Regions from separate parts of the Mus musculus genome. Here regions 1, 2, 3, 5 and 6 are each linked to region 4. A link is a contact called in public Hi-C and HiChIP or PLAC-seq data. All regions are on one chromosome and are shown on one strand. Each heading gives the region's core, a stretch centred on a gene start, on an enhancer-like site or on the middle of the called end of the contact. The rest is flanking DNA. Distances are from core to core; before and after follow the strand shown. Region 1 has its middle 160 kb from the start of Gm25987. Region 2 has its middle 25 kb from the start of 4930504C09Rik. Region 3 has its middle 53 kb from the start of n-TMcat3. Region 4 holds the start of Khdrbs3 (KH domain containing, RNA binding, signal transduction associated 3). Region 5 has its middle 31 kb from the start of n-TMcat3. Region 6 has its middle 150 kb from the start of Mir30d.

Region 1 (4,338 bases), core at 113-2,612, 420 kb after region 4:
CATATGAGAAAGTGCTGTGACTGTGCTCAGTATGTCATTAAGGCTAATAAATATCACTATCACAATGCTTTACAGTTTACATCCATTCTTCACATATATGACAATCACAATTTGGGTAAGAGGCAGATCATGATGACCTATGTCTAACTCCAGATGATGTATGAAAAGGAGAAAAAAAGATCAAGTCTGACTCCTCTGGCTTTCTGTGGACTTACCTGTGCTTCTTGAGTGGCCAGATATCTCTGTTTGCCAAGAACCTTGTTGGCTAAAGCCTAATCACTCCCTCCTTTGCTCCCAAGAGCTTAGCAGCCTACATCACAGGCATAATATTCCATTGATAAATTGTCTCAGAGTCAAGGGGGGGGTCCCCCCTTTTTGTTCTTTAACAATTCCATACTTGTAAATAATGAATTTTAGTCCTTTTTACCCCTTACTCTCCTCATCCTCCGCTCTCTCCTGTTGAGATCCTTCTACTTCTTAGCCAGTCTCCCACCTTCTTTCGTGTCTCCTTCCTGCATGTGACCTACTGAGTTTAATTAGAATTGCTTGCACAAATGTGAGGCGAAGGTTATTTACTGAAGCATGAGAAACCCATACTTGTCTACACCAATGAAGAAAACGGTATCTCTTTGCCCAGCAACAACAACAAAATAAAACAAAACAGAAGCAAGCAAACAAAAAAAGCCAATAATCTCCCAGAGGGAAGTGGGACTTGATAGCTCCTCCCCCATATTGGAATAAATCTCGTGTAGGTCTTGCATAGAGATCCACAACTGTACTGAGATCATGGGTACAGTGGTCAGATCATATCCACAAGAAAACATTTTGCTAGATATCTCCATACCCTCCGGATCGTACAATGTTTCCTCTCCCTCTTCCAAGATTAGAGCCAAACATAGACTCAAAACATGATCAAAAGCTTGTATTCTGTAATCTGAGTGTGTCAATGTTAGCTGGGATTTCAATCTCTGTGACCTTCAAGAGCCTTATCTAAAATGAGGACAAATTAGAGCTCACTTCATAAGGTGTTGTGAAGGCAAGAGAGATACATATAAAAATGTGTGGCTGGTGAGGGGTGAGTACTTTATATTCAGACAATGACTTTAGGGTTTTGTTTCGTTTTGTTGTGTGTGTGTGTATGTTGCTTTAAATAATTGCTTACCCAAAATTTTCTCTGGAATCCTAGTTTAGCGAAAAATCAAAGGATGAAAGACTCTGAAAGACCCACCAGCCTCATAAACAGTCACCTTTAAACACACAGTCAGCTGGAGCTCCAGGCAAGCCTTGGTCATTACAGGTGCCAACGGAGAATGTTGACACCACTGAATTTTGCCCTCAGCTTTCTTTAGAGTTGCTGCTGGTGACGGCTGGTGATTGGTGACAATTTTCTTCCACTCCAGGATGTGCTAAATATTTGCAGTTGACCAGCATTAGATGGAAGTCTTCCATGGCTATATTTAACCTGGACTATTACAATTCCAGCAGAAGGAAAACTGCCCATGACCTTGGATGGCCATTACCCTTTGTTAACTCTTTCCTGGTTAGCCTGAATCTCTAGCTTACTTTACTCCAAAGATATGCAAAACAAGGGACAGAGAAAGTACTAAGAGAGATAAGTTTTATACCTACATAAAGCTCAGGAGAGCTTAACTAGAAATTCTGCAAGGGCACACCTAGTGATCACTCTTGTTTCATTCATGAGAAATCCAGTGCACAGAGAGGCTTAGAATTGTAGTCAAAGTCATAAAGCAAGTAAACTGAAAAGTCATTTATTGCCTATAACTTATACCAATTCTTCTTGCCATACCAAGCTTATGTATTTCTGTTCAATGGAGTCCTTAAAGGCACATTAGACTCCCTCATAGTGTTTCCTATGTGACTTAGCATGACCCAGCAACACCTGGCCCAATGTCTTGCACCATGGCTTCCAATTATATGCAGAACCTGTGATCACTACAGCACTAGAAACATGGCTTCCTTACCCTCACTGGCTTCACACATAGGCCCACCAGGCTTCAGGCTACAGACTATTATTGTGGCAGTTTATGATGAGCAAGGAAGATGAGAATATTAACTCTTCCTGCCAGGTAACTTGTGACCAATGAAAGGAGGGGACCAGGAGGAGCAAGTACCAAGTTCCTTTCCCATCATCTACTCATGTGGCCCTTTCAAAGGTGTTCCACATAGCTCAGAAATAGCTAGATGTCTAAGTCTTTCCAGGAGGGTAGCTTGACAGATATCATGGGAGAGTCAGAAGCCCCAAACTCAGAGACATTCCTTTGTCAATCCAGAGCAGACTAATGAGAAAAGAGTAGCGGCTCTTTATGGCCATTGTTGGTTATTATTATTATACAGAGCTACACAAGGTCATTTTTATGCAAGTATATTATGCCCTTTGAGTGTATTCCCTCATGTCTCACTATCCTTCTCCTTTTCATTCTTTTCTAAATAATGAAATTTCTTTTAGTAGTAGTTATTCTTTTCTATATGTTGCTTTAGGCTTGGGTTTTAGAGTTTGTTTTGATGCCATCTTAAATTTTTGACATGATTTTATGTTATCAATTAGTTCCTTTTGTCATCTCTCTGACAAGTCACTTGACAGAAAGAACTCGGGCAGGATTTCTTTTGCCTCACTATTTCTCTTGCCCCATAAATTTGGACAGGACATTATTGTGTCAAGAACATGCAGTGGAGGAGAGATGTGCCCTTTGTGACCATCTAGGATGCAGGGCTCAAGACAGGAGGCACTACTAAATAATACATCTCCAGTCTCCAAGGTCCTAGTTCTTGTGAACTACTGCCTCCACCTCAGCTCTACTGCCTATGTTTCCAGAACCACCAAAAATAGATCCCTAGTCTTGTGACTAGCATTTTATTAATGATCTTATGGGGGACATCATACATTTAAACCATAGTAGTTGGACATTTGTTTATCTTTAAGTCAGCCTGCATATTTATTCCAGAAAGAATCCTGATTGATGTGTTAGTGTTAGTATGGGTATCTACCTTCCATACTTTTTATGAAAGTAGCCCTTAGCCTTCTCAAATCTAAGACTTAGCCAGGATGGTCTGTGACTCAGAGGACCTGGAGATCCTGAGAAGAGACTTAATGGAAGGTAGAGGGGTTCCTTGCCTTGCTAGGCAATTCAGAGCTGAGAAGGGAGATGGCAGCTTCACAAAATTCCATGAGACAAAAAATGTCAACCCTTAAAATTCAAGAACAGCCACCAACAGAAGCAATGGGGATTATGGGCCATATTTAATATGGTATTCAGGGAAGAGAGAAGTGCCCTCCTGAAGGTTACCAAGGTGATAAGCATGCTAACTAAGCAGAGAGGAGAACTGTACCCAAACTGAAGGCAGTGTTCTATGGATTCTTGGTTTAGATGCCAGCAAGAATTGAAAGATGAGGAGCTCATGCAGAAATTTGATTATAAGCAATGTTCTTGTGTTTAGTAATCACACCCTGCAAAACCAAGGACAGATTAGAGAGACGTGGATCAAGAGGAGCATGGAGAACATAACATAATTGTTGCTTCATAGCTCATCGTCAGTAGATGAAAGCCATGCATGAGAAATAAGAGGTCAGTAAGAGGAGACAGAAAACAGTTTTTTAAATAGGTCTGGTAACCTTGGATATTCAACCAAACTACCTGTAAGTTATAGTCTTCTTTCAGTAAGTTCTCTTAACCTGGAATATAAAAGTTGCTAAGAGAAGGGTCTGGGGTGATAGCTCAGTGGTTAAGAGCACATACTGCTCTTACAGAGGACTCCATTCCTAATATATTTGGTGACATGGGTAGCTCACGGTGACATGTAACTCCAGCTCCAAAGGATCCAATGAATTTTTTCTGGCATGCACATATCAAAACACACAGACAGTCTCTCTGCCTCTCTCTATCTCTCTATCTCTGTCTCTGTCTCTCTATCTCTGTCTCTGTCTCTCTCTGTCTCTTTCTGTCTCTATATCTCTGTCTCTCTCTTTCCCTCTGTCTCTGTCTCTCTCTGTCTCTGTTTCTCTCTCTGTCTCTCTCTCTCTCTCTCTCTCTCTCTCTCTCTCTCTCTCTCACACACACACACACACACACACACACACACACACACACAACTACCTACCTAAAAATAAAATAAATCACTACTGAAAGTTTAAGAGCAATGTCCACCCTCTTCTAGCATGCCAGCCGTATCCTGATGCCTTCCTTGGCTTGTATTTGTCACATCTTTGAACCAATCACCATGGCACTGCTCTATGTTGTGAGACCTAGACACATATGAACTATATACGAGTGTTCAGTCCCACAGACATCATCTATAACAGGGACAGGGAAGACAGACAAG
Region 2 (4,371 bases), core at 157-2,656, 320 kb before region 4:
CCCTTATCCATGCCTTTGGAAGCAGGTTTAGCAATTCATTAGTTCACTATGTGATTCTTGTGTGGAACTGTTTCTTTGGTCCGTCACCATCTGCCCTATCTGAGGTGAATGGACATCTTCTTCAGGGAAAAAAAAAACCATCAACATGTATCAACTGAACTGTTGGCAGAGTGTTTGGTTTCAATAAGTAGAAAAGGAAATATTGGCTTAAACATGTTGTATAGTCATGTCTTATTCAGGCATTTACTCAGTAAAGAATGATCTGCTGGCCAACAGGGTACAAAGGTAACTCAGCAGGTTGGGTTCTCTACCCCCAGGCAAAGACTGCAGAATAGGATTCACATTCTCATTGCTGTTGACAATTGAGGCTACATCATATTCTGCTATAAAGATGTGAACTAGGCACATCATGTTTGGCAAAATTCTGGTCTTGATTCCTTGGGTCTCAGCAACACTCTCATCTCAGTTGTGAAAACCAAAGATACTGTGGGCATTTCCAATATCCACCAGAGTCCAAATTTCAAGTTGAGAGCTACTGCCAAACATTTTAGAGAGAACACTAGATAAGTTCAATAAGCAAGGTCTATCCAGGGCTGAGCATGTAGAAGCAAAGTGGAAGAAGGCAAGGCCTTATACTATGATGAAGGCAGGGAGAGTGAAGACAGAAACAGACACTGAGTCTCTAGACTATGATGGAGGAAGAACAGGTGCATAAGAGTACATTCTGAAGGTCTTCAAGTGTTAGGCTGAGGTTTAAGCTATCTAATAACTCATTCAGAGCTGCTCCAAAATTTAGCAAATGGAACATCCATTTCCACATCCAAATATGAAAATCCACCAAGCTGAGACTCAAATGAAACATCTCTGCTTACATATCCTGCAGTAATCCAGAGTCTGCATCAATTAAGCAGCATGAATACTCTCACACATACTCTTGAGGTTAGGCTGACACTGTGGACATCCTTGGCAACAGATGGAGTTAAACAAAACATAGCCCCACACTGTTTAAAACACAAGGCTCTATACACCAAGCCCAGTTCTTTTGCCTTCTCACTCCCTGCAGTATTTGATTTAAATGCCCCGCTTTTGTACTAACTCACTAGAATAATTGACATCTCAATATCTTCCTGTCTTTGTCACTTGTTACTAAATATATGTTCTCTTCAGTAAAGTTTTCAGATTGACTGCTGCTGACAGACAACACAGATTTCAACATTTACACAGAAGTTGTCTGTCAAAAAAAAAAGAGGTTGTTGGGTTGGGGAGGAGACAAAGGGGGAAATTGCCCTATTTTAGGATGTCTCTTTGCTTAAAATGCAGGAAAGAGGGGAGAGAGAAATCTCTCTCGTGCATAACAGCAATTTATGCCAGGATGCGCAGTCTTGCTGGAGAAGTTGCTAAGCAACTGCCTGGCAGCATGTCAGGGGCAAAGGGAGATGGAAGAGAAAAAAGACACTAAGGCCTGGGCACTGCAGGACATAGAAATTTGCCAGAGATACCACCCTCTTCCCTCTTTCCTGACAGATAGGGCAAATTAAGAGGTTATTTTGTATCTCTATGGTGAGAAGACAGAGACAGAGAGAGAGAGAGAGAGAGAGAGAGAGAGAGAGAGAGAGAGAGAGAGAGAGAGAACAGGTTGGAATGTGGCCATTGCTGCTGGCATTTTGTCTACCATCTTGTATCAGAGAGCCAGCTCAAGCTAAAAGTCAGATAAGGCCTGACTTCTCAGTCTGCAAAGGGGTGAATATATCTCTAGATGTATCACAGAACCATGGTGTGACCACTATTGTGATATCCAGCTATTCAGACTTTCCTTTCTCATGGTGTTCAAAATAATCACAGCCAACTTTTCAGTTTCTTGTCTTTTGAACCCCAGGAGAACTGTCTACTCCAAGCCCAGGAGCCACATAATCTTCATCTGTCATTACCCCAGTGGAGTGGTAACTTGAACTGTCAACTTCACTGGGTTGAGAAAAACCTAGGTTATTAGTGAGGGACTTGTTGGGTGTATCTCTGAGGATATTTATTGGGAAGATTAACTGACAAGTGGAATTCTTCTCTGAACAAGGTTGCACCCTTACATGGGCTGGAGTCTTGGGCTGAATCAAAGGGGAAAAAAGGAAAAAACAAACAAACAAAGGACAACACAACAGCCCTTTCTCTGCTTCCTGTGCTCAGACCCACATTGCTGCCATCACAGCCATAATCTGTTCCCACCATCCTGCCATATGACCATGTTTGATGGTTCCATCACCGAAAACAAAAGCATCCTCACTTAAATATCTTTTTGTCAGGGATCTGCACATAGCTTCATGTAACTTAGACACCTCAGGGATGAGGATCCCACCTAGCAGGCAACAGTATAGTCAGCAAATGATTTCATCATACCTTAACTGAAACAAGGCCCTTAGCAGGTTTGTCAAGACCTTTTATTTCCACATGTTTTCCCTGATTTCCAACAGGTCTTTCTCTCACTTATTCGACACAAACACAGTCTTCTTCATTTTCTCAGTAAATCAGCAACCCTGTCCTTTCTCCCTGCATGAGCCAAAGCATTGATTATTGCCTCTCTTTACATTCTGAAACTGAAGTCTACCCCAGCCTCTACTCTGTTTGGTTTTATATATGCAACTAAATTTCAAGTGGAAAATATAGAAAAAAAAACTGTATAAGAGATACTGTGGAAATCCCACCCAGAGAGAGCTGATCTCCCAGGAGTGCTGACACACATGAGAACACATTTAAGACCACCACTTCTGCTCAAATACATGGCTCAAGAGGGACCATCCCAGTACCCTCAGGACACAGGAACCAAAGAACAGCTGGGAACAGGATCCTTCTAGTTTTCATTTGCACCCCAGAGCTGACCATGTGCCACAACTCTCCATACCCAAATTCCTCCCAGAGAGAACTGGTCTCCCAGGAGTGCAGTCACAAAGGCTTAAAAGAGGGACAAGCCACATTCAGAGATAGCAAGATCAGCTAACACTAGAGATAACCAGATGGTAAGAGACAAGGGCAAGAACATAAACAACAGAAATGAAGGCTACTTGGCATCATCAAAACACAGTTCTCCTACCACAGCAGGCCCTGGATACCCCAAGACATAGAGAAAGTAAGACTCTGATTTACAATCACATCTCATGATGGTGATAGAAGACTTTAAGAAAGACATAAATAACTCCATTAAACAAATGCAGTAGAACACAGGTAAGCAGGTCGAAGCCCTTAACGGGGAAACATAAAAATCCCTTAAAGAATTACAGAAAAACACAAACAAACAGGTGAAGGAATTGAACAAAACCATCCAGGATCTAAAATTGGACATAAAGACATTAAAGAAATCCCAAAGGGAGACAACCGTAGAGATAGAAAATCTAGGAAAGATATTAATAGTCATAGATGCAAGCATCATAAACAGAATAAAAGAGATAGAAGAGAAAATCTCAGATGCAGAAGATACCACAGAAAACATGGACAACATAGTCAAAGAAAATGCAAAATGCAAAAAGTTCCTAACTTAAAACATCCAGGAAATTTAGGACACAATGAGAAGACTAAACCTTAGGATAATAGGTGTAGAAGAGAGCAAAAATTCCCAACTTAAAGGGCCAGTAAATATTTTCAACAAAATTGTAGAAGAAAACTTCCTTAACCTAAAGAAAGAGGTGCCCATAAATATACAACAAGCCTAAAGAACTTCGAATAGATTGGACTGGAAATGAAATTCTTCCTGTCACATAATAGTAAAAACACCAAGTGCAAAAACAAAGAGAATATTAAAAGCATTAAGGGAAAGCTGTCAAATAACATACAAGACAGACCTGTCAAAATTAAGCCAGACTTCTCAACCGAGACTATGAAAGCTAGAAGTTCCTGGGCAGATGTCATATAGAACCTAAGAGAACACAAATGCTAGCACAGGCTACTATCAATTAACATAGATGTAGAAATCAATTCTAAAAAGGGGCAAAGTGAGCACACTTTGGACTTCGTTCTTCTTAAGTTTCATGCTGATTTTAGTGGGATTGCTTCCAGCTTCCCACCATTTACTTTGATGTTGGCTACTGGTTTTCTGTAGATTGCTTTTATCATGGTTAGTTATGGGCCTTGAATTCCTGATCTTTCCAAGACTTTTATCATGAATGGGTGATGGATTTTGTCAAATGCTTTCTCTGCATCTAATGAGATGATCATGTGGTTTTTGTCTTTGAGTTTGTTTATATACTGGATTATGTTGATGGATTTCCATATATTGAACCATCCCTGCATCCCTGGGATGAAACCTACTTGGTCAGGATGAATGATTGTTTTGATGTGTTGTTGGATTCGGTTAGAGAGAACTTTATTGAGGATTTTTGCATTGATATT
Region 3 (4,722 bases), core at 1,823-4,322, 410 kb before region 4:
AAAAATAGAGATGTGTTATTTCATCATCTCTCTTCTCGATAGTTGATGTGGACAAGTGGAACCTCCACTCTGACATATTCCTGCAGTTTCTTTAGGGACCCGCAAGGACTTCTATTCAGTTGAATTAAGAAAACCAAATGGAATGAAACGCACTACAGTCAGCAGGCAATTGGCAAGAAATGAAAAGAAGCTTTCAGTCAGATGATGTATTCTTACTAAATTTAATTCAACCCAATGGGTCTTCACTGTACACCTCCGAGAAATTTGGGGAAGAAAAGACAATGGCTAGATCCTGAACATTTACAGTGGACTGGGGCAGAGGAGTGGTACAAAGCTCACCTGGAAGATAGTTACCTCATTTTATTTATTTATTTATTTATTTATTTATTTATTTATTTAATCTATATGAGTACTATGCAGCTGTCTTCAGACACACAGTAAAAGAGTACATCGGATCCCATTACAGACGGTTGTGAGCCACCATGTGGTTGCTGCGAATTCAACTCAGGACCTCTAGCAGAGCAGTCAGTGCTCTTAACCACTTAGCCATCTCTCCGGCCCAGTCACCTCATTTTTAATGTGACAGATTTGAACAATATTCCTACATGTGTGGTATAAATGGGCTAACCAGAAAGTAAGTTCATAGTAAATGATGAGTAACAGTAAAACAAATTCAAGATTATCTCTGTACTATTGACATTCATGCAGCTAAGATCTAGGAATGACTGACAAAAGCTACCATGTTGGGTTTTTCTGTTTTTTGTTTTTTCAAAAATTGCAGACAATTATGCTACTGAAACGTCTCTGTTTCTGTTGCACATATTTTCTACTTGTAGAATTTAGAAGAGGCCCCAAGGTTCCTGTGACTTTCATGGGCCCCTTTACAAAACTGCAATGGAGAATATATGACAGATCAAAAGAATAAAATGAATAAGATTTGAGGGTGTGCGTACACATGTGCACACACATGTAAAGGAAGATAGTAACTGTGAAACAAGAAGAGAAGTTTCTTAATATAACAAAACAGCTAAGAGGAAAGGGTAGGTGTGTAAAACATAATTTTTAAAGAAAGGAAAAGAGCACAGAAGTAGAGTGTGTAACGGGATGGAATCAGGGTCAGAGGAAAATGATGACCTCTATGTACAGGGTAAGCTCATTTCCAGAAGACATTAAAAACTATTAACAAATTAAAATATTCCATAGAAAAGGTTTTTTTCCTTTTTTTGATAGTAAACCATCTTTGCATTCTTGGAATAACTTTTTAGTGGGCCTTCCTTTCTTTCAACTATCAGGTAGATCAATAACATCTTTATTATATAAACTGTTTATGCCTTAGTTAAATTTTTACCAATGTCATTCCATAGTAGGATGGCTTTTTCTCTTTCTTGTTTTCTCTGGTATACAGCATATATTGTTTCTTCCTTAAAAATGCATTTATCTCGTGATCCTGCTCTCATTTATATGTTATCTGAATAGTGAATTCTCACATACTACTGTTTGATCCATCAACTCTGATTTCCATGACAAAGTTTTCATTCCCCTGGATTTTCCCATCCTTTCTCTCTCTTTTCCTTTACTATCATCAGACAGCCTTCCAGATAGTATAACTTTATTTTCATTGAATTACTGAACCCTTCTGTGCATAATACTTGGCAGCTGGCAAACCCCACTTTACCCCCACAGTCTATAAATATAAGCATATTAATAGTAGCAATGCTTTACTTAACTTAAATGTAATACTAATTTAATTGAATAGCAATAATAGTACCTAATATTTTGGCTAGCAATAATAGCATCTAATATTTTCATATCTTTATTCCATGTTAGTTGTATACTTAGAACATTGCCAAAATCAATGCCTTCATGTCTTACAGTAAGTCTCTATAATATGTTTCAACAAGAAGCAGACAGCAGAGACAGGAGGAGAAGAGCCTTATGAAAGTCTGAGTAAGAATAGGGTATGCAAAGGCAATATAGGACAGAAGTCTGGGCTGGTAACACGAGCACTATAAACACAAAAATCCTACAGCGATTACTCGAGAAAAGCCATGGTTCTTATAATCTAGAAATGCTAGCAACAGGGACACAGTGACCTAACCGATGATGTAACGCAGTTGAAGTATGACTCTACAATGAAGGAACAGCCTGATCACACCTTCAGACCTCCTAAGCCTTACTAGAGCTTCCTTTAACTCACTGGTTCTGAATCGTCCCAATGCTGTGTCGCTTTAATACCTTTCCTCATGCTGCGGCGGCCCCCAGCCATAACATTTTGTTACTACTTTGAAACTATAATTTTGCTACCGTTTATAAAGCTTAATGTAAATATCTGATATGTAAGATAGTCGATATGTGACTCCTCCCCCCCCAATGGGATTGCAACCCACAGGTTAAGAACCACTGCTTTAACTAAAAATGAGCTATTTGAACCAATTTATACAGGGATAACTATCTGTGTCAACAAGCCATGTAATGGGAAATCCTGATGAGAAGGAGAAGCATTTTCTAGTGCCCTAAAAACACACACACAATTCTTGTAAGGATGGATGTCCAATATTACAAGCAAGCAAACATTTTGAGGACAAGTATGATGTAAATATAATTCCAGGTAATGAAGATAATTAAGAGCATGTATTCTCACCTGCTTGCTTTTGACACCTCTCAAGAAGCAGAGACTCATTGCTCACCTTTCTCTACCTAACATCCAGACCCAGACCAGGAATATACCATGTGTTCTGTGAATTGCATATGAACAAAGGAATTAGAGGCATAGCATGATTTTTGTTAGCCAACTGACCTGCCAGGATAAGTTTTTGGTTGGTAGTCCATCCACCCACTACTTTGTATAATGAAAGGATGATCTAAATAATCTGAATTTACACTGGTCACACCTGTGTCAACGATCCTAAAACCATCTTATTCACCTTTGTCAATTAAATGTTGAAAACACTGTCTGCTGTAATCCAGAAACCCACTCTTTGCTAGGTATTCCAGTTGGCCTATGAAAACCACAGTAGAAGCCAGAGCCATTAGGAAGCTAACACATCAGTCCAGATAGTCTGCTGTCGAAAAGCCCTCACCACTGAATAGCTTATTCACACTTCTGTTCATTCATGGCTTGCTCATTCCAGCTCCCTGCTGTGGCTTCCTTTGGCCAAATTTTCCAGCTATTCAAAAAACCACAGCTGCCTCTACTGCATGAGTACAATGGCTTCTTCAGAAGTCAGAGTCTAAGAGAATAATATAGATTATTCTTATGTGGTACTTTGTTTACACAAATTTTTTGGAGCACATACCTTGTGCAGGGGATGTACCTAGAATTTATTAAATATTTGTTTGGCCTCTTCCTGTAACTCAGGCATGAGCCCTTCTGTATAAGGAGAAAAGATGTAGCAATTTGCCAATGAGGTTCTGAAAAAATAAGTCATAGTTAATGTCTTTCAGTAAATAACAGCAGAGAAGTAAGGGGGAACAGTAAGGGTCTCCTAATCCCAAGATAACACTGTTTATGGAAAATGATGGTGAATTGTTAAAGATTTCAAATAACTGCTGGGCCAATTTTATTGTGTTGAATGTACCTATTCTAATCAGCAACAATTCAAAACCCTTGTGTTTGTTAGTTGGTAGCTGACAAAGTCAGCTACTGTATAGTCTATAGTCTAAAATTGTGACATATTAGTAATAATAATAATTCAAATGAAATACTCATTTAATTGAATAGCAATAACAGCAAATAATAACTTATTTTGGTCAAGTTACTCCATGCTGTCTCCGAATTAAGAAATTCCCTAAAATAAACACCTTTAAGTCCTACAGGAATCTGCTACTCTAGGCATTGCTATTTCTTTTATGTCTCAATGAGAGAACAGAGATACAAAAAGTCATGTCAATTGTTGAGGCCACAAGTAGTTACTAGAGAAGCTGAGCACTAACACAGTCTAGATTCAGAGACGAGACAATGTATTTTACCATCTCATGCTATTATCTTTCTCAATTCCCTTACAGAAGGCATAGGACAGAAGAGGATCATTAATGTTTTGTAGTTAAAGAACCTGAGGCTTGGAGAGTGGCAGTTACTTCATATGGTTCATAAGCATACATAATATACAAAGAGAGCTGGAATTCTTGTTCAATGTTCTTTTCTAATGTCCTAAAATGATTATCTCTTTCTACTTATTTGCTTACTACTGGGGATATAAGATGACATTGGCTAAAAGAGCCAGTGCTGGATAGATTTATTTCAACTTGACACAGATAAAGTCATCTCATAAGAAAGAACCTCAATTAAGAAACTGCCTCACCAGATAGTGGTGGCACATGCCTTTAATCCCAGCACTTGAGAGGCAGAGGCAGGTGGATTTCTGGGTTTGAGGCCAGTCTGGTCTGCAGAGTGAGTTCCAGGACAACCAGAGCTATACAGAGAAGCCCTGTCCCCAAAAAATTCAAAAACCAAAATAAAAAGAAAAAAGAAAAAAAGGAAAGAAAGGAAGGAAGGAAAGAAAGAAGGAAGGAAGAAAGAAAGGAAGAAAGAAAGGAAGGAAGAAAGAAAGTGCCTCAATAATGTCAGGCTGTAATTAGTGATCGACAGGGGAGAGTCCAACTATTGTGGATGAGGCCATCCTTTGACTAGTGGTCCTGGTTTTTTTAAAAAATAGCAGGCCGAGCAAACAATGGAGAGCAAGCCAATAAACAGCATTCCTCCATGACCTCTGTATCAGCTGC
Region 4 (5,016 bases), core at 1,154-3,653:
ATTTCAAATGACAGAGCACCGTGTTCTGGGTATCAGGCTCCATCTCAAGTGATGCAAAAGCTCACAGTAACAGAAGCACTCTGGCAGCAGAGCATCCTTCGCCGTTAAGAAATGTACTTCTTACAAGAATTACAGTCCGGATGAAAAGCAAGGCAACCGAGTTCAAAGCCAAACAAGCCAAAAAAAAACAAAAAAACAAAAAAACAAAAACCACCTCCCACAGTGTCTGGTTCAAGGAATGGAGCCACTACTAACGCCAGCAGACACAGGAACCGATGGAACTGTGAGCATCTGAACAGCACACGGTACGACAACACGACACAGGAAAACAACCCAGACTTTTAAAAGAACTCCTTACCCTTTGAAACCAGTCTCAAACTTGGGAGTCCGACCCAAGTTTGACTTGGTCTCTTCACCCGGAAAAAACGTACTTGGTTCTGACCATTTCTAATCCGCTGATCTCACACGTTGTACAAAGAAATTTCTTACAGAGATGAGAGCCCAGCAAGAAGCCAAAGCTAGACATAAAGATCGGGAGTGGGTAGTACAAACCTAACTGCAGGGACCTAACTACAAGACTGCTCAGAAGGACCGGGCAGCAAAACTTAAAATTCCTTTCCACTAATTTAAGACTGAACAACGCCCATGACTTTTTTCACAAGCTCCGGTATATTAAAGAAATCAAAATAAGCATGCCACTAACCATTAACGGGAGAGGCTGGCAAGCATATTTCTGTTCAAAGAAGCTTCACTTCTTGGAGAAAGTAATTCTCTCCACACCACCCCCACAGGAGGACAACAGCCTAATCCTGACAACTGTCTACAATAGGCAAGTAACAGAGGTCGTGGTTCTAAAACATAGGTGTCTACACACAAATAGAATATGTCTGCCTCATCTTTCTCTCCCAACAATAAGAGTCAGGACCAGCGCTGTGAACAGCATACCCCCAATAGGATCCACTAGACAAAGTGATTCATAAAAATGGTTACAGATCTGACCAGATAATGTTTCTGTCATATCCCTTAAAAAGAAGTATGGAAAAGGAGAGGGGTGAAAAAAAAAAAAAAAAAGAACCAGAGGTTCCCAGACCATCTTCCTCTGAAACATGAACCATGCTGGACCCGGGTGTCGCAGATAGATCCGGTAAAGGCAGGCTTCATTTACCTTCCATCCCAACAGATGATTCAGGAAGCCAGAGGAGAAGTAAACCTGAAGAATACTGTCCTGGGTAGGCGTGCCTCCATAAACCCCAGTGTCCCTGTCCTTGGCACTTCCCGGTTCCTTTTACCACCCGCGCTGGTTGGAGGAGTGTGAAAAATGGCACAGGCGGGTGGATCGTTTGGCAATGTGTTCAACCCTAAGCCTGACACCAATGAGGGTCACCCGACCAGCTTGTCTCAAGAAGAGAAAAGAGCGAGCAAGAACTGGCTCTCTGGCGGGCCTCCTCTACCAAACTGAGACCTTCAAGGGCCGCCTGCCTGCCAGGCTGGCATGAGTGCCCGCCCCCAGGAACAGCAAACTGCCCAGCCGGCGGCCGCCTAGGCACACACAGAAAAACCGTGGGAGAGAAGCTGGGCTCCTCCCTCGGGGCCGCTGGAGTCCTCCCCTCTATCGTGCTTGGAGGATCTGACCCTAAACCTCTTCCAAGGTCCCCAAACTTCACTAACAAACCAAGCACCTGTTCCCTTCACCTCCTGCGCAGCAGATTCGCCCAAGCCCATCCTTATCCCTGATGCGCTTTCTTGCAGCTCCTTAGATACCCCAAACACCCCAGGTCCCAGGGCGTCCCACTCTCTTTCTCTCTGGTGGACTCATCCAGGACCAGTCCAGACACAGGCTCCTACACGCTCTCTGTCCTCCTCCCAGAAGTTTCCCCTGGGTCCACCAGGGTCCCCAAGGAAGAGACTCCAGTCCCTTGCTGATGTCGGGCCTCCTCCCTCCTCTCCGGAGCCGGCTACGCGGGTGCCGTTAACGGCCGCCGAGCTCACCTCGGTTCACCAAGCGCAGGGCGTGCGTGAAGGAGGGGTCCAGAGAGTCCTTCTCCGCCATCAGCTCCGGCAGGTACTTCTCCTCCATGCTCGCCGGCCGCCGGGCCCGCTTCTCCGCCCCGCGGCGCGCGCGCGCCAGCCGCCCCGCAGCCCGAGCCGCCCGCCCCCGGCGGCGCGGACCCCGCCAGGCGCCTCGGCGGCTAAGCCGGGCGGGCGGCCGGGCGGCGGCGGCGGCTCGGGGCGGGCGGCGGCCGCTCAGCCCGGCCCCGTGGAGCCCCAGATCACCGCGCTGCGGGCCGCGGGCTGCAAGGCGGCGGGATGAGCGAAGAGAGCGGGCTGGAAAGCCGAGGAGCGCTGGCCAGTCTTGCTCGCCGGCTGCGACGATGCCTTGCTCTGCCACGACCCGCCCCGCGCGCCACCCCGCGCGCTCTGAGCCGCCGCGCAGTGCCCCGCGCCCTCCCCGCCCCGCCCGCCGCGCCTGCGCGCTATGCTGACCGCCCGGCGCGCGCCGCCTCGTGGGGGCACTGGGACTGCGCGGGCCCGCAGCGGGGACATTGTAGGGGCGCTTCCGGTCCCTAGATCAGGGGTCTCCATCCAGGGCTCCCCGATGAGCGTCTGTAAGCTGTCCAGCATTGCCTTGTATGTGCAGTCTGGGAAACTGAGGCTCATGGGTCAAGTGGCGCGTCCAAGGTCACCCGTCCTAGCCAGAAGGGACAAGGGCAGAGCCTTTGGAGCCCAGGTTCATACTGCCAGGCTCTGGGAACAGGCAGTGCGACCAGACTCCTGGTTTGCCAAAGCACCACGAACTTGCCCAACTTAGGTCGCTTTGCTGTCCGCTGCTATTTGTACGAAAATACCGCCGGGCAGGACTTAAAACGCCAGCCTCCTGAGACCCTTGGCGCAGAAGTCGGTTACATAAAAGCGCCTGCCCTTCAGACTGTCTTTGTCTTCCGAGACTTGCTCCGTGTTGCCCTTCTCCTTATATGGTGGTGTCTGGACGTGGATGAATGAGTCTCTCTAAACTGTCTCCAGTAGGGAACCTACCACACCACGCATGGTGGTGATGTCTTCTGTCGCCCTCCGACAGGCAACCAGACCCCAGCAAATGCTCTCCTAGGCTCCTTTTAGATCCTCTGAGGTGTGTGGAATAAATGTCTCACACTAGACCAAGGACTCCTGAGTCCCTGTTCAGAGGATATCATAACCCCAACCTCGATAACCAGAGTCCCTTGACAGTGCTCAAGACTTCCCTAGAAAAACCTTAATTGCTTCGTTTTTTTCCTCTCCCTGTACTCTAAAGCCCTTCACAGAACTACAACTCCGCTTTCACTAGCCTAGGGCTATCTTGGGGAACAGCAAATTTTGTCTGAGGGAGAGGTCTCTAACACCTGTTGTCAGGGACGGATGTGGAGAGAGCGCCAGAACAGTGTGCTGAAGGAATCCCCCAAGCACCTGATCCCTTTTCCAGCCTTGTGTGGACTTGGTTGCAGGTTAGGTACTACTGTAGCGTCCCCGACAACAACCTCCCCCTTGTCTCTCTTTAGTCAGAACTGGCAAGTGGCAGTAAAATACAGTGGTTAACTAGTTCTGACCTTTTAGCAAACTTAGGTCATTTGTGCCTCAGTCTCTTCATCTATCCTATGGAGATGAGAAAAGATTATTTCTTAGGAACCTCATAAGGATGTACTATTTCACAATCACCAGGCACAAAATGAAAGCCAGACTGTTCTGTGGCAGTCTCCCTCGCATGGCTGCTTTCTGAGGCAGAAGCTTCGAAAGGCAGCAGGCAACACCATCTGTGTGCTCCTTGATGCTGAAGACAGAGCACAACCCCAGCAGAGCAAGCTCATAAGGGTAGATCCTGCTTCTGACCCTGAGCCCCATGCCGGTCTGGCCATGCAGTGTGGCCCAAGTCTGAGCCTCACATCTGGCCCCCCAAGAACTATGTTATGTCAGCAGTCCCTGACATAACATAGTTCTTGGGGGGCCAGATGTGAGGCAGTTGGGGAGTTCTTAAGGGAAGGTTTTTCTCCCTTTACATCTAAATAGAAGCACATGCCTCTTGCTCTAGTCTCCCTAGACTTGAATTCCAGGGATCCTCTGACAAACACTACTGAGGAGAAGAGGCAGGCAGAGTGCCTGGTGAAACAGCGCTCCCTGCCCCGTGTCTTCCATTTTCTGCCTCGGTAGTAGTCTAAACTTTCACTGATGAGTATCTTTATTAAGCAGTTACTAATTATCTTTATTAAGCATTTACTAATTATCTTTATTATGAGCATTTACTAAGTGCCAAGCTGCTCTGGCAGCTTTATACATCGTCCTCTTGATACCTGCAGGAAAGATTCAGTTTATCACCATTTACTCATCAAGAAATCTCCAAGGCTGAGGAATTTTATACTTTGCCAACTGTGCCACCACTGGCAAGCTGAGATTCCAGGCCCTCCTAGTCTGAACCCTTCCCACACCTAACCCTTTCCCGGGTAGTGATCTGAGCCTGATTAGATCTCTGTCCCTCCTCCAGTGGTGCTTTTGGCAGAGATGTCCCGCCAGCAGCTGGGGAGGAGGACTGTGTACCATGAGGCCTACAACAGAGATGCTAACGCGCCTGCTCTGGACCCTCCTCCTCACAGAACTCTCCAAGTGGGCAGGTGCCCAGCCCTGTGAGTGCTCATGCTGGGTCCTCTAGGGGAGAAGACTGATGTTCCTGTAAGAGGCTCAGAAAATCGTCCCCACCCACCAGTCTGGCTGGACCATAAGATCCAGGGCAGGGCACCACCTCCATGTTTTGCTGGCTACTCTGCTGTTCTTCATGAAGTTACCATCCCATGGGTGATGGGTCTTGGAGAAAGTAATAGCTCCCCTGCAGACATCAGCCGGCAGTGATATAAATTCAAGCCTTTGGGATTCTAGGCCAGAGATCTCTCTAGAATACCCTGCTCTGGCCAAGCACTTCCTGTGGACTGAGACTGCTCTGGATTTAGAAGCAAAAGATGTCTTCTCCAATGGCACCTCTGGACAAGGGCACAA
Region 5 (4,824 bases), core at 1,119-3,618, 440 kb before region 4:
CCTCTATACTTGCACTGTGGCATGTGATTTCCCTTCCCTGTATCTACTCTCTCTCTCCCTCTCCCTCTCCCTCTCCTTTCCTCCCTCTCTCACTTACACACACACAAACACACACACCCTTTTCAATTTTTGAAAAATATATAATTTTAATTTTAGGAGAATACTAATGTATTAGTTTTAATTTACTCCTGTAAGATATCATTCCCACATTTGTGAAAATATGGATATTTATAGCTACTATACAGATTGTATAAATAAAAATAATTTGGTGAGGATAATCCTACATAATCCTAGACACCATTCTGATTTCTTAGTTCTATCAGAAATAGCTGTGTAACTGTGATTTTATATCAGTTTTCTCCTAAATTAGCAGAAGATAAATTTCTCCAAGTCTTATACTCTGCAGTTTCATAGACCCGTCTATTCAGGCTTCCCTAGGGGAACCCTCCTGCACACTTCTTGCTCTCATATCTTCTCCATTCTTGGAAGTCCAGGTGGCATCTCAACTCCAGCCTAACGAACACACTGATCAGCATAGAAGTATCATTGCTTTCTGCTCATGATCCTGTAGTGGGTAGAGAATTCCATCTGGTTTTGTTTGCTGTCCTTTAAGATGTTATCTTTAACTCTGCAAAACATTCTGGATTACTCAAAAACAATCATGGAATCTCACTTTCCACTCTGAGTTATAACAGAGAAAGAACATCCAGTCACCTCTGAAAAGTTTGTATTGGTTCCAATTCTGTTCTGTTATTGCTAATGGAAGAACTTACGGCAAGCTACTGCAGATTTTAGACATCAATTAATTCAGTTTTAAATGTATACATAGTGAAAATGCAAGAGGGGAACTTACAATATTATTTAAACCTCTTTGCTTTTAAGTAGAGACAACAAAATTATATATGGTAAATAGAATTAAAATGGGGCTTTGTAGATTTCCTTGGCCAGAGGATAGGCTTCAACACAAATGGACATATCTCCATGAAGTCCAGCCCCACTTAAAATGCATGACTGATAGAGGATACAGAGATTAAATTCCTTTCCGAAGTAGTCAGAGGCCCATTGGAAGTAATAAAGATGACAAGAAAGATTCATGGAGATTGGAAGGGGGAAAGAAGGAGCAGCAGGACTCCAAAAGGGAACTCTGTGGAGACAGCAGGAATATGAAGAGTGGTGTAGGGTGAAAACGGAAATTAGGGAGCTAATAATATAGCAAAGTCCTTTAGGACCCAGAGCCCTTTACTATCCCACCCAAGAACACTGCTTTGTTTTTGGCAGTTGAGTAATATTCCCTTGTGTAAATGAATCACGTTTCTGCATCCATACTTCAGTTGAGGGGCATCTAGGTTGTCTCCAGGTTCTGGCAATTACAACTAAAGCTGCTATGAACATAGGTGAGCAAGTTTTCTTTGTTGGATGGTAGAGCATCTTTTGGGTATATGCCCAGGAGTGGTATAGCTATTTCTAGAAGTAGAACTATTCCCAATTTTCTGAGACACCTCCAAATTGATTTCCAGAGGGGTTGAACAATTTCATATTCCCATCAGCAATGGAAGTTTCCATTGTTCCTCATCATCATCGGCATGTGCTACCCTTTGAGTATTTGATCTTAGCCATTCTGGTAGGGTAAGGTAGAATATCAAAGGAGTTTTGATTTGCATTTCCCTGATGTTTAAGGACATTGAACGTTTCTTCAAAAAAAAAAAAAAAAAAAAAGAATGTCATGAATTTTACAGGTAACTGGATGGAACTAGAAAAGATCATCCTGAGTGAGATAATAGACCCAAAAGGCCATACATGATATGTACTCTCTTATAAGTGGATAGTAGCCAGCCATAAAGTATAAGATAACCATGCTACAAACCACACACACACACACACACACACACACACACACACACACACACCAAAAAAAACCTAAATAATAAGCAGGGTCCAAGTGGTGATGCTTGAATATTTCTCAAAAGAAGAAATAAAAATAGATATCACAGGTGTATGGAATGGGGAAGAAAGAATGGAGAGGGGAACTGGATGGAGTAAGGCAGATCAGGTGTAGGGAGACCAGGGAAGAAAGAATTTAAATCAGCAATAGGAGGGGGTTATCTCTAGAACATGCCAGAGACATGGGACTTGGGGAGAGACCCCAGGGTGTCTATGGGGGCAAATCTAGCTGAGACTCCTAGTAGTGAGGGATATGGATTCTGAAATAGCCACTTCCTGTAGCCAGACAGGACTCTCAGTAGAAGAATATAGACAGCAATCTACCCACAAAACCTTTGACCCAAAATGTGCCCTGTTTACAAGGCATGCAAGGATCAAAGAGCAGAGACAGAGGGAATGGCCAACCAATGACTGACCTGTATTGAGACCCATCCCATGGGCAAAAACCAGTATCTGACACTATTAATGATACTCAGTTATACTTGCAGACAGGAGCCTAGTGTAACTGTTCTCTGAGTAACTTCACTCAGCAGCTAATGGAAGCATGCAGAGACCCACAGCCAAACATTAGATGAAGCTCAGAGAGTCTTGTGGAAGCATTGGGGGATTGAAGGACTTGAATCAGACAAGGACTCCACAGGAAGACCAACAGAGTCAACGAACCTGGACTCCTGTGGACTCCTAGAGACTGATCCACCAAAGAGAGAGAGGGCGGGAAGAAGGAGAGAGAGAGAAGGAGAGAGAGAAGGAGAGAGAGAGAGAGATTAAGATGGATGTAGGCCCAGGACCTGTGCCTGAATCTGTTGCTTGCCTGTGGATTCCCATCCCCTAACTGGGCTACCTTGTCTGGCCTCAGTTGGAGAGGATTCTTCTAATCCCTTAGTAACTTGATATCATGGGGAGGGAAAGTGATACCCAGTCCCCTTTCTCATGGGAGAAGGGGAGGAAAGAATTTGAATGTGAAGAGGATTTGGGGAGAGCTGCTGTTACTGGAATATAAAGTGAAGAAATTAGGGGAAAAAAAAAAAAGGACTGCCTGCTGTATCTGGAATTTAGTTGACTGGCTGTCTTTGTAAGGCAGCCCCTAAAGATTTAGACAATGGGATACATGTGCTTTCCCATTCTCTGCCTAACCACATGTCTTCAACATGCAGGATTAAGCTTGTTAGACTCAGAATGTTCAGCAATTTAGAGCACACAGTCACCTCAAGAGGAAGATACCAGCTCTTCTGCAATCAAAAGAGATAGATGCTGAAACACCAGAAAAAAATATTCATGAAATGCCAATGTCAATGTACTTGTATCCCAAGCTGGAGGAGGAATCCATAATAAGAGAACAAAGATAGTAGCCTATCTTGTAAGACATCATGAGATTAAAAGTAAAAAGGATTGTGAGAGGCAGGTCTGGGTGCTGCTTTCTTATTTACAGGATGGAGAACTGCACCTGGTACACTAGTAAGCCTTGGGCACTTTATGTTCAGTAAGCAATATGAACATGAAGTTGGAGTTTGAGGAAAAAAACAACTAACATCTTCTGCTTCCCTGGAGCCAAAGAAAGTTGAGTCTCAATGGGACCTCAGAGATAATGTCATATAATCAACCAGTACTTACTGTGGAGCAGCAAACGTTTAGAATGTCTGTGAGACTGCCCAGGGTCAATGCTGGGTAACCTCATGCAGCCAAGTGTCCTCACACATGTAAGTGACTCTCTAGCACCCTGCTGCCTCTTCTTATTCCTCTGGAGCCCAGCACTCATCTTTCAAACCAGTGCATCAGGACTAAGTACAAGTACTTAAGTCTCCAAATGCAGGTACATGTATAAAGAAGAAGTAAATTTCCAGCCCTGCTGGGATAGGAACAATTCTGTGCAATGGTGAATATAGAGAGGTTGGAAGAGGTGTTTAAGAAATAAAAGAACATGGGAGATGCGTTTTATAATTCATCAAAGCTACAACCACCGGCACCTCATTTTTTATAATAAAGATTCTGTTTGTATAGACTACAAATATAAATGGAAAAGAAGAAAGCTGTATTACAGCTAAATATCAGTCCAACCTTGGATCATTCCAAGTGTCCTTATCTAACCTTTTCACATACTGTTCCATATTGATAGAGAAAATTTTATATAAATCCAGATTCATCTCACTATGAGTAAATGATGCTTTGAATAAATGACACTTTGAATATCCCCTCTAAAGTCTATGTATTAGAAACATAGTCACTAATACTACAGTGGCATGAGGAATGCTAGCAGGTAATCAGTACATGAAGACCCTGATTACAACACTAAATCTCCTATTACAAGAATAAGGTAGTTATTGCAAGAATGGATTTGCTATGGAAGGCTGTTCATCCCTCTTTGATATCTTGCATTTAGCTTTTCTTGCCCTTCATATTTCTGGAACATACATGAAAACTCTCTCCATATGCTACTACCATGCTCTTGGACTTCTCAGCAATTATTTTCTTTGTATGTTACCCAATCTGTTGTTTTGTTTTGGTAGCAGAAAGCATACAAAGGCAATTCAAAACTGCACTTAGTGCATAGCCTGAAATAGAGCAATGCAAACCACTGCCATTGTGCCCTGGTGGCATGCAATAAGTACTGGACACTCCAATAGTGCAAAGAATTACCTTGCTGTTGTTAGTTTCTTCGTTTTATAAATGTAAATAAAGTATTTTGTTTATTTGCATTAGTTCTTTGAGACTCCCTTACAATGTTATTTTGATCATATTCAATTACTTCCCCACAAAAAAATCCTAGATCTATTTCCCTTCCCTACCCCACAACTTGGCATCTTTTTTCTTTAATCCATTAAGTACAATTTATGTTGCTGATATAATCTTGGCAGCTGAGCATTTCACTGGAGTCTGGTTGATCTG
Region 6 (5,022 bases), core at 343-2,842, 430 kb after region 4:
TCAGCAGTCAAGAGCACTAGCTGCTCTTCCAGAGCTCATGAGTTCTATTCCCAGCACCTAGAGGGTGGCTTACAACCATCTTTAATGTGATCTGATGCCTTCTCCTGATATGTCTAAAGACAGTACTCACATATACAAAATGAGGAAATCTTTTTTAGAAAACTCTTTGGTTGTGATGCTTGAAACACACTCTTTCTTGAACAGTGGTTCAAGATCAGTCATTTTCTTGAAATAGATTCCATGTACTGTCCTAGAGGGGCTTGCTGCCATGGGTCTCTACACTGTGTTGTTGCTACTGAGAAATGTGGCCTTTGGAGTAAATGCTATTTTTTTTTTTTGTGAACTGTGTTCATTTCTCCCCTGTGCCTTTTTAATCTTTTCTCTAACTTTGGCATTCTGCTTTTATTAAGCTTTGCCTTAGCTGTGGTTATGTTATTTTCTCTTGCTTGAGATCCCCCATGTCTCGAGACACATTTCCTTTGTCAGTACAGGGGAATTCTCAGCCATTGTCCTCTCAAGCATTGCCTCCATCCTATTCCTTCCTCTCAGCCTGAGATTGCAAATTGACACATTACAGCTTTTCATTTAAACTCCGCACACATTAATTTAGGTTTTTTTATTTTGCCTGATGCTATTAGAGCCACTCCACCTCTCTTGTGATGACTGTCGGATGGTGCATCTTTCCACTGTTTAACTTTCATCCTGTGCTTTGCATCTGAAGAGGCTCTTCTCAAGACATCACAGGGTTAGATTCTGTTTCGTTTTGTAACTAGCCTCACTGTCTCTGCTTTCTATATGAGTGTTTTAATGTAGTCACTGATATGGCTTGCACCACACTCCTGTTACATTGCTACTTGTGTTCGTCATGTATTTACTGCCTTCTTTCATAATGAATACATATTTTCTAAACTCAGCTCAGGACTGCTTCCAATAAGACACATCCTTTGACATAGCCCCCACCCTGCATGTGCTCCTGACCATGCTGAAAGCTGTTCTCTGGATCTTCAGGACCTCAGCAGGGGTACCACAGGGCAATGAGATCCCCCAAGAAAACAACTGAGGGCATCATCAGGAAGCCATTTCAGAATCAAAAAGATAAGGGGAGCTAGTCTTTGTGGAAAGAGGGGCAAATGTAGAATTCCTTCACACAGGAAGTTTGGCCACAGCAGATCATTGTACATGGTAGAAGAAACATGTTCAAGTTTTATTTTTTTATGTTAATACTTATTAATGTTTTTCATGTGACTTAAAAAGCAGACATGCACACACATACACACTTGCATACTCACGCACACATACACAAAAAAAAAATCAGACCTATATCCTCTCACACCTATTGTTGCTAAATTAAAATTTTCTTTTGAAGTAAGATTTTTAAAAATAAACATGCACTGAATAGTGGTGCAGGTGTCCAATAAAAGGGACAAAATTGTGAAGGTGCTATCTGAATGCTTGGAGCCTGGGAGTCAGTGAGCTGAAGTAGGAAAGTGTGAAAAAGCACAGGGCAAGGAGCTGCTCCCAGAGAGATATGAGGATGCTGAGGAGGAGGAGGAGGAATCCAGATATCTTGGAAAGGACCACATTGTGCAAGGCTTTAAGTACTTTGCCAAATAGCTTGGGACTTTTCCCAAGAGCCGAGCATAAGGGAGAGAGCAGAGACAAGGAGCTGCCAGGATTTGGTTCTGAGTAAATGCCACTTTCATTCCCACATGCTAAGTCTTTATGACTTCTGCCAGCTCAAAAAGTCAGAGATGTGAATCCAAATAATTGTCCAAAAGCATCTATGGCAGCATCGTCCATGAAAAATCAAAAACTATGAGCATGATAAATAGATGTGCTAAATGATGCAGACCTATCCACCCAGTTGCAGCAATCTAAGTCCTTTCAGAAAAATAACCCGAGAGATGCTCACAAGTTAAGTAAAAACCCAGAAAACAAATACAACAAGAGATTGTGTATAGTTATATATGTAGTTTTTATATATGTGTGTGTGTGTGTGTATACATATATATATACATATATATATGTATATATACACACACACACATATTCATAGGAAAAACAAGTTGGAAGGTGGTACATATATTGTATGTATCTAATAATATCCATATTATAATTTAAAATAATTCTTGGTCATTTCTACCACAAGTAATGTACTACATTTTTTAAATAGAGGGAAAAGGCTGTTTTTTTTTTCCAAAGACAGATACATTTGCATAAAGATGTTGAAGTAAAGAAGAAACACCAAATCCCTCCCAAAATAGAAGTGGATACAAAAACTAAAAGAGTAAGTATGCAGTGCTCAAAGGTAGCCATGGACCAAAAGCAAGCTGCTGAGTCACCAACACTCTAGCAAAGCAAGGGACTGGTGAGTGTAACGACCTTGACCACTAGGCAATCCAAATCACTTATGTTGGAACTGCCCATGAGGAAGATCAAAGGAAACATCAGGCATCTGTTCATCATGGACCATAAAACCATCAGACAAGCTGTTCTGGAACTCTGTGACCTTGGGTGAACAAGGGCGACCTTGATCAGCTCTGGTGCAGAGAGTCGGAGTAAACTTGATTGACCCCCTAACTATGGTGTTTCAGAGGGTGCCCCCAAACTGGGATATCTAAAGTGCCTGTGCCCAGCATTGCTATTTTTTTACCATCAAAACAAAGGGAAAAGGAAGAAAAGGGAAGTTTCTGAGGACTATTCATTGCTACCCCTGTAATAATCTCCCCAGGAAAAAGAGAAAAGAGAAGATCTCATGGCTAATTTTGAAAATCAGAGGATGTGCTAGAATTCTCTTTAGAGCACCGCCTCTTTGTCTCCTGTAGGCTGAGTGCTTATACCTCGAGTTGGTCTTTTGTTCCAGAAACCCCAGGCTTAGCCTCATCAATAATAATTTGTCAGAACTATTTTCTAAACCTAAAGTGAGAGTGTAGAACAAGGAGAGGATTTTCGTCGGGGTCAAATGTTTGTCCTACACAAATGAACTCTCCCAGAGAAAAAATGAATGCACTGTATCAAAATTTAGTTCCCTTATACTCACACTAATTATTTTAATTGACTGGTTTGTTGCTATTTGTTGAAATATGGTTTCATTCCATAACTGAGGGGCGTCAAAACTGAGATTCCTTCTGACTCAGCCTTTCAGATCTTGGGAATAGGGATATGTGCTGTCACACCCTGCTCTCTGATCCCCTTTAAAGCAGAAGAAAGATAATGTTTAGGCTTGTAATTAATATTAACTTTTTTCACTTTTGTATGATAGTTAAATCATAAAATCCAAGATGTGGGGAGGCCTAAATTCCTCTGTTCAATCCTTTCATTTTGTAGGAGGGAAAATAGGGCTTAATTCTGGGTTAAGAATTCAGTAAAAGAATTGACACACTGACTCAAATGAATAGTTCAAGATTCGATAGTTTGACATGTGTAGAGCTCTATTTCTTTGTCATAAGCACTTATAAAAAGTTTTTGTTGACCCTGAGTCTCAACAGTACAATTGTCCACTGGAATTATATTTCCCACGGAACTTCAAAATACTGAGCAAATCCCCATGAGTGCCATCAAGTCTTAGTACTAGGCAGACACCTGCAAGCACGTGACACACATGGGATATCACTCATGTCAAATAGGTATCCCTTACCACAAGTCAGTAAGTCAGAATGACAAACCCAGAAAATGCAGTGTTTACAGTCACAAACTCACCAACTGGAGCCATTAAACATGGAAAGTCTAAGAACTATTTCCTTATACTCTTAAATTCAGTAGTGAAGGTACCACAAATGCCACCTTGTATTCAAAATGTCAGGACTCACTATCTTTTATGAATCCACAATTTAATCCCTAGAATGCTCTGATAAGTATTTTGGTTTAAATGAAAAACTGTCCCACAGAATCTTATAGTTAGTTGAACATTAGGTCTCCAGATGGAGGCACTATTTGGGGAGGTCACACCTTACTGGAGGGAGTGTCCCTGAGGTGTGCTCTGAGAGCATATAGCTTCAGATGACTTCCTGTTTGTTCTCTCTGCTCTCTGTGATCTCTCAGTTCCCTGCTCCTGCCAACAGATCTTCCCTCCCTTTATGGACATGTAGTTCTCTGAAACCATAAGCCCAAATAAATTCCTCCTTAAATTGACTTTGGTCTTGGTATTTTATCACAAAAGAAAAGTAACTAGTACACTCAGGTTGCTTTCTAAACTTACTTTTCTTATTCACTTTTCTTTTTTGGACTGTGATAGAATCTATGGCCTAGTATATACTAGGCAAACACCTTTTAACTGAGCTATGTCCCCAGCCTTCCAGCTATTACTATTTATTTTGATAAAGGGTCTCATTAAATTTCCCAGGCAGCCCTTGAGCTTGAAATCTTACTGTCTCAATTTCCCTGGTAGCTGGAATTATAGACCTACATCACCAGCTCCACAAGCCAAGTGTTTTTAAAGGATATTTGATTGCAGAGCTACACTCATCCAATTCTCCTGATTGGTCCTACTCAGGCACATGGAGAACTGGAAAGAACCTATAAATGAAATAGAAAATATACCTATTATATATGACAACTGAAGTCCCTGGGAGTTAGAAGTCCTGGATCCCTGAGGTCTTAGTGCCATCTCTACCACTCACTATCCTCATGACTCAGCACTCCACTGGCATCAACCTCTATCATACCCATGAAATGGGGACTCACATAAAAATAATAATAATAATAATAATAATAATAATAATAATACAAAACCAGAATCACCCAATGAGCCTTAGATAGATGCTATTAAATTGATAATGGAACTCCTGATCCACAGGTCACACATACAGGTCTGAGCAAATGATGTAAGCAAGTAAACAACTGGGGTGAGATAGTAGGAAATGGTAGGGATTATAATAAACCAAGAAAGTCTCACTTTAGTTCCAGCTCTGTGATGACTATGGGCTGGGGTGTCTAGATTTTTCCCATTGCAAATAGGGGCAGAAATGTAATGTTTATGAAACATACTCTTAATTTTCAATCTTGAAAATTAATTCATGTATT

The links. A called contact is a pair of places that touch in the nucleus more often than the background predicts. HiChIP or PLAC-seq counts read pairs in DNA pulled down with a chosen protein or histone mark.
Region 1: an H3K27ac HiChIP or PLAC-seq map of heart atrium shows a contact between it and region 4, with 6 times the contacts expected there. The contact joins the enhancer-like site here to the promoter of Khdrbs3 in region 4. A contact is called at or near these places in 2 of 39 promoter capture datasets (the 3T3-L1 cell line and hippocampal neurons), 4 of 484 Hi-C or Micro-C datasets (cerebral cortex, forebrain and ventral hippocampal neurons) and 5 of 115 datasets of contacts at active chromatin or transcription factors (differentiating embryonic stem cells, embryonic forebrain, forebrain and 2 more).
Region 2: a contact with region 4 is called in an H3K4me3 HiChIP or PLAC-seq map of forebrain, with 4 times the contacts expected there. The contact joins the enhancer-like site here to the promoter of Khdrbs3 in region 4. A contact is called at or near these places in 3 of 39 promoter capture datasets (the C10 cell line, the HPC-7 cell line and liver), 1 of 484 Hi-C or Micro-C datasets (olfactory sensory neurons), 2 of 115 datasets of contacts at active chromatin or transcription factors (embryonic forebrain and forebrain) and 3 of 9 other capture datasets (embryonic stem cells, liver and pancreatic islet).
Region 3: a contact with region 4 is called in an H3K4me3 HiChIP or PLAC-seq map of neural progenitor cells, with 14 times the contacts expected there. The contact joins the enhancer-like site here to the promoter of Khdrbs3 in region 4. A contact is called at or near these places in 13 of 39 promoter capture datasets (the C10 cell line, cranial neural crest, embryonic stem cells and 8 more), 3 of 484 Hi-C or Micro-C datasets (common lymphoid progenitors, liver and uterus), 5 of 115 datasets of contacts at active chromatin or transcription factors (fibro-adipogenic progenitors, microglia, neural progenitor cells and 1 more) and 2 of 9 other capture datasets (embryonic stem cells and pancreatic islet).
Region 5: a Hi-C map of liver shows a contact between it and region 4, with 2.7 times the contacts expected there. The contact joins the enhancer-like site here to the promoter of Khdrbs3 in region 4. A contact is called at or near these places in 5 of 39 promoter capture datasets (cranial neural crest, embryonic stem cells, hippocampal neurons and 2 more), 2 of 484 Hi-C or Micro-C datasets (liver and nephron progenitors), 3 of 115 datasets of contacts at active chromatin or transcription factors (fibro-adipogenic progenitors, neural tube and stem cell-derived neural progenitor cells) and 1 of 9 other capture datasets (embryonic stem cells).
Region 6: a contact with region 4 is called in a Hi-C map of forebrain, with 3 times the contacts expected there. The contact joins the enhancer-like site here to the promoter of Khdrbs3 in region 4. A contact is called at or near these places in 3 of 39 promoter capture datasets (cranial neural crest, hippocampal neurons and second pharyngeal arch cranial neural crest), 2 of 484 Hi-C or Micro-C datasets (forebrain and ventral hippocampal neurons) and 5 of 115 datasets of contacts at active chromatin or transcription factors (differentiating embryonic stem cells, embryonic forebrain, fibro-adipogenic progenitors and 2 more).

The regions. Positions count from the first base shown.
Region 1 is chr15:68,509,690-68,514,027 of GRCm38.p6, reverse strand. No RefSeq gene overlaps it. Among named protein-coding and RNA genes, the nearest start is that of Gm25987, 160 kb to the left of the region's middle. Within about 2 kb of position 1,362, at least 3 of the 459 cell types and tissues checked have an H3K27ac peak or open chromatin away from gene starts, as enhancers often do. A contact at or near this core is called in heart atrium, where this site is marked.
Region 2 is chr15:69,243,401-69,247,771 of GRCm38.p6, reverse strand. No RefSeq gene overlaps it. Among named protein-coding and RNA genes, the nearest start is that of 4930504C09Rik, 25 kb to the left of the region's middle. Within about 2 kb of position 1,406, at least 30 of the 459 cell types and tissues checked have an H3K27ac peak or open chromatin away from gene starts, as enhancers often do. A contact at or near this core is called in forebrain, where this site is marked.
Region 3 is chr15:69,341,326-69,346,047 of GRCm38.p6, reverse strand. No RefSeq gene overlaps it. Among named protein-coding and RNA genes, the nearest start is that of n-TMcat3, 53 kb to the left of the region's middle. Within about 2 kb of position 3,072, at least 8 of the 459 cell types and tissues checked have an H3K27ac peak or open chromatin away from gene starts, as enhancers often do. A contact at or near this core is called in neural progenitor cells, where this site is marked.
Region 4 is chr15:68,925,807-68,930,822 of GRCm38.p6, reverse strand. Khdrbs3 (KH domain containing, RNA binding, signal transduction associated 3) reads right to left here and starts at 2,403. Exons shown (of 9, transcript NM_010158.2): 1 at 1,990-2,403. The coding sequence starts at 2,077.
Region 5 is chr15:69,363,150-69,367,973 of GRCm38.p6, reverse strand. No RefSeq gene overlaps it. Among named protein-coding and RNA genes, the nearest start is that of n-TMcat3, 31 kb to the left of the region's middle. Within about 2 kb of position 2,368, at least 3 of the 459 cell types and tissues checked have an H3K27ac peak or open chromatin away from gene starts, as enhancers often do. A contact at or near this core is called in liver, where this site is marked.
Region 6 is chr15:68,493,226-68,498,247 of GRCm38.p6, reverse strand. No RefSeq gene overlaps it. Among named protein-coding and RNA genes, the nearest start is that of Mir30d, 150 kb to the right of the region's middle. Within about 2 kb of position 1,592, at least 12 of the 459 cell types and tissues checked have an H3K27ac peak or open chromatin away from gene starts, as enhancers often do. A contact at or near this core is called in forebrain and ventral hippocampal neurons, where this site is marked.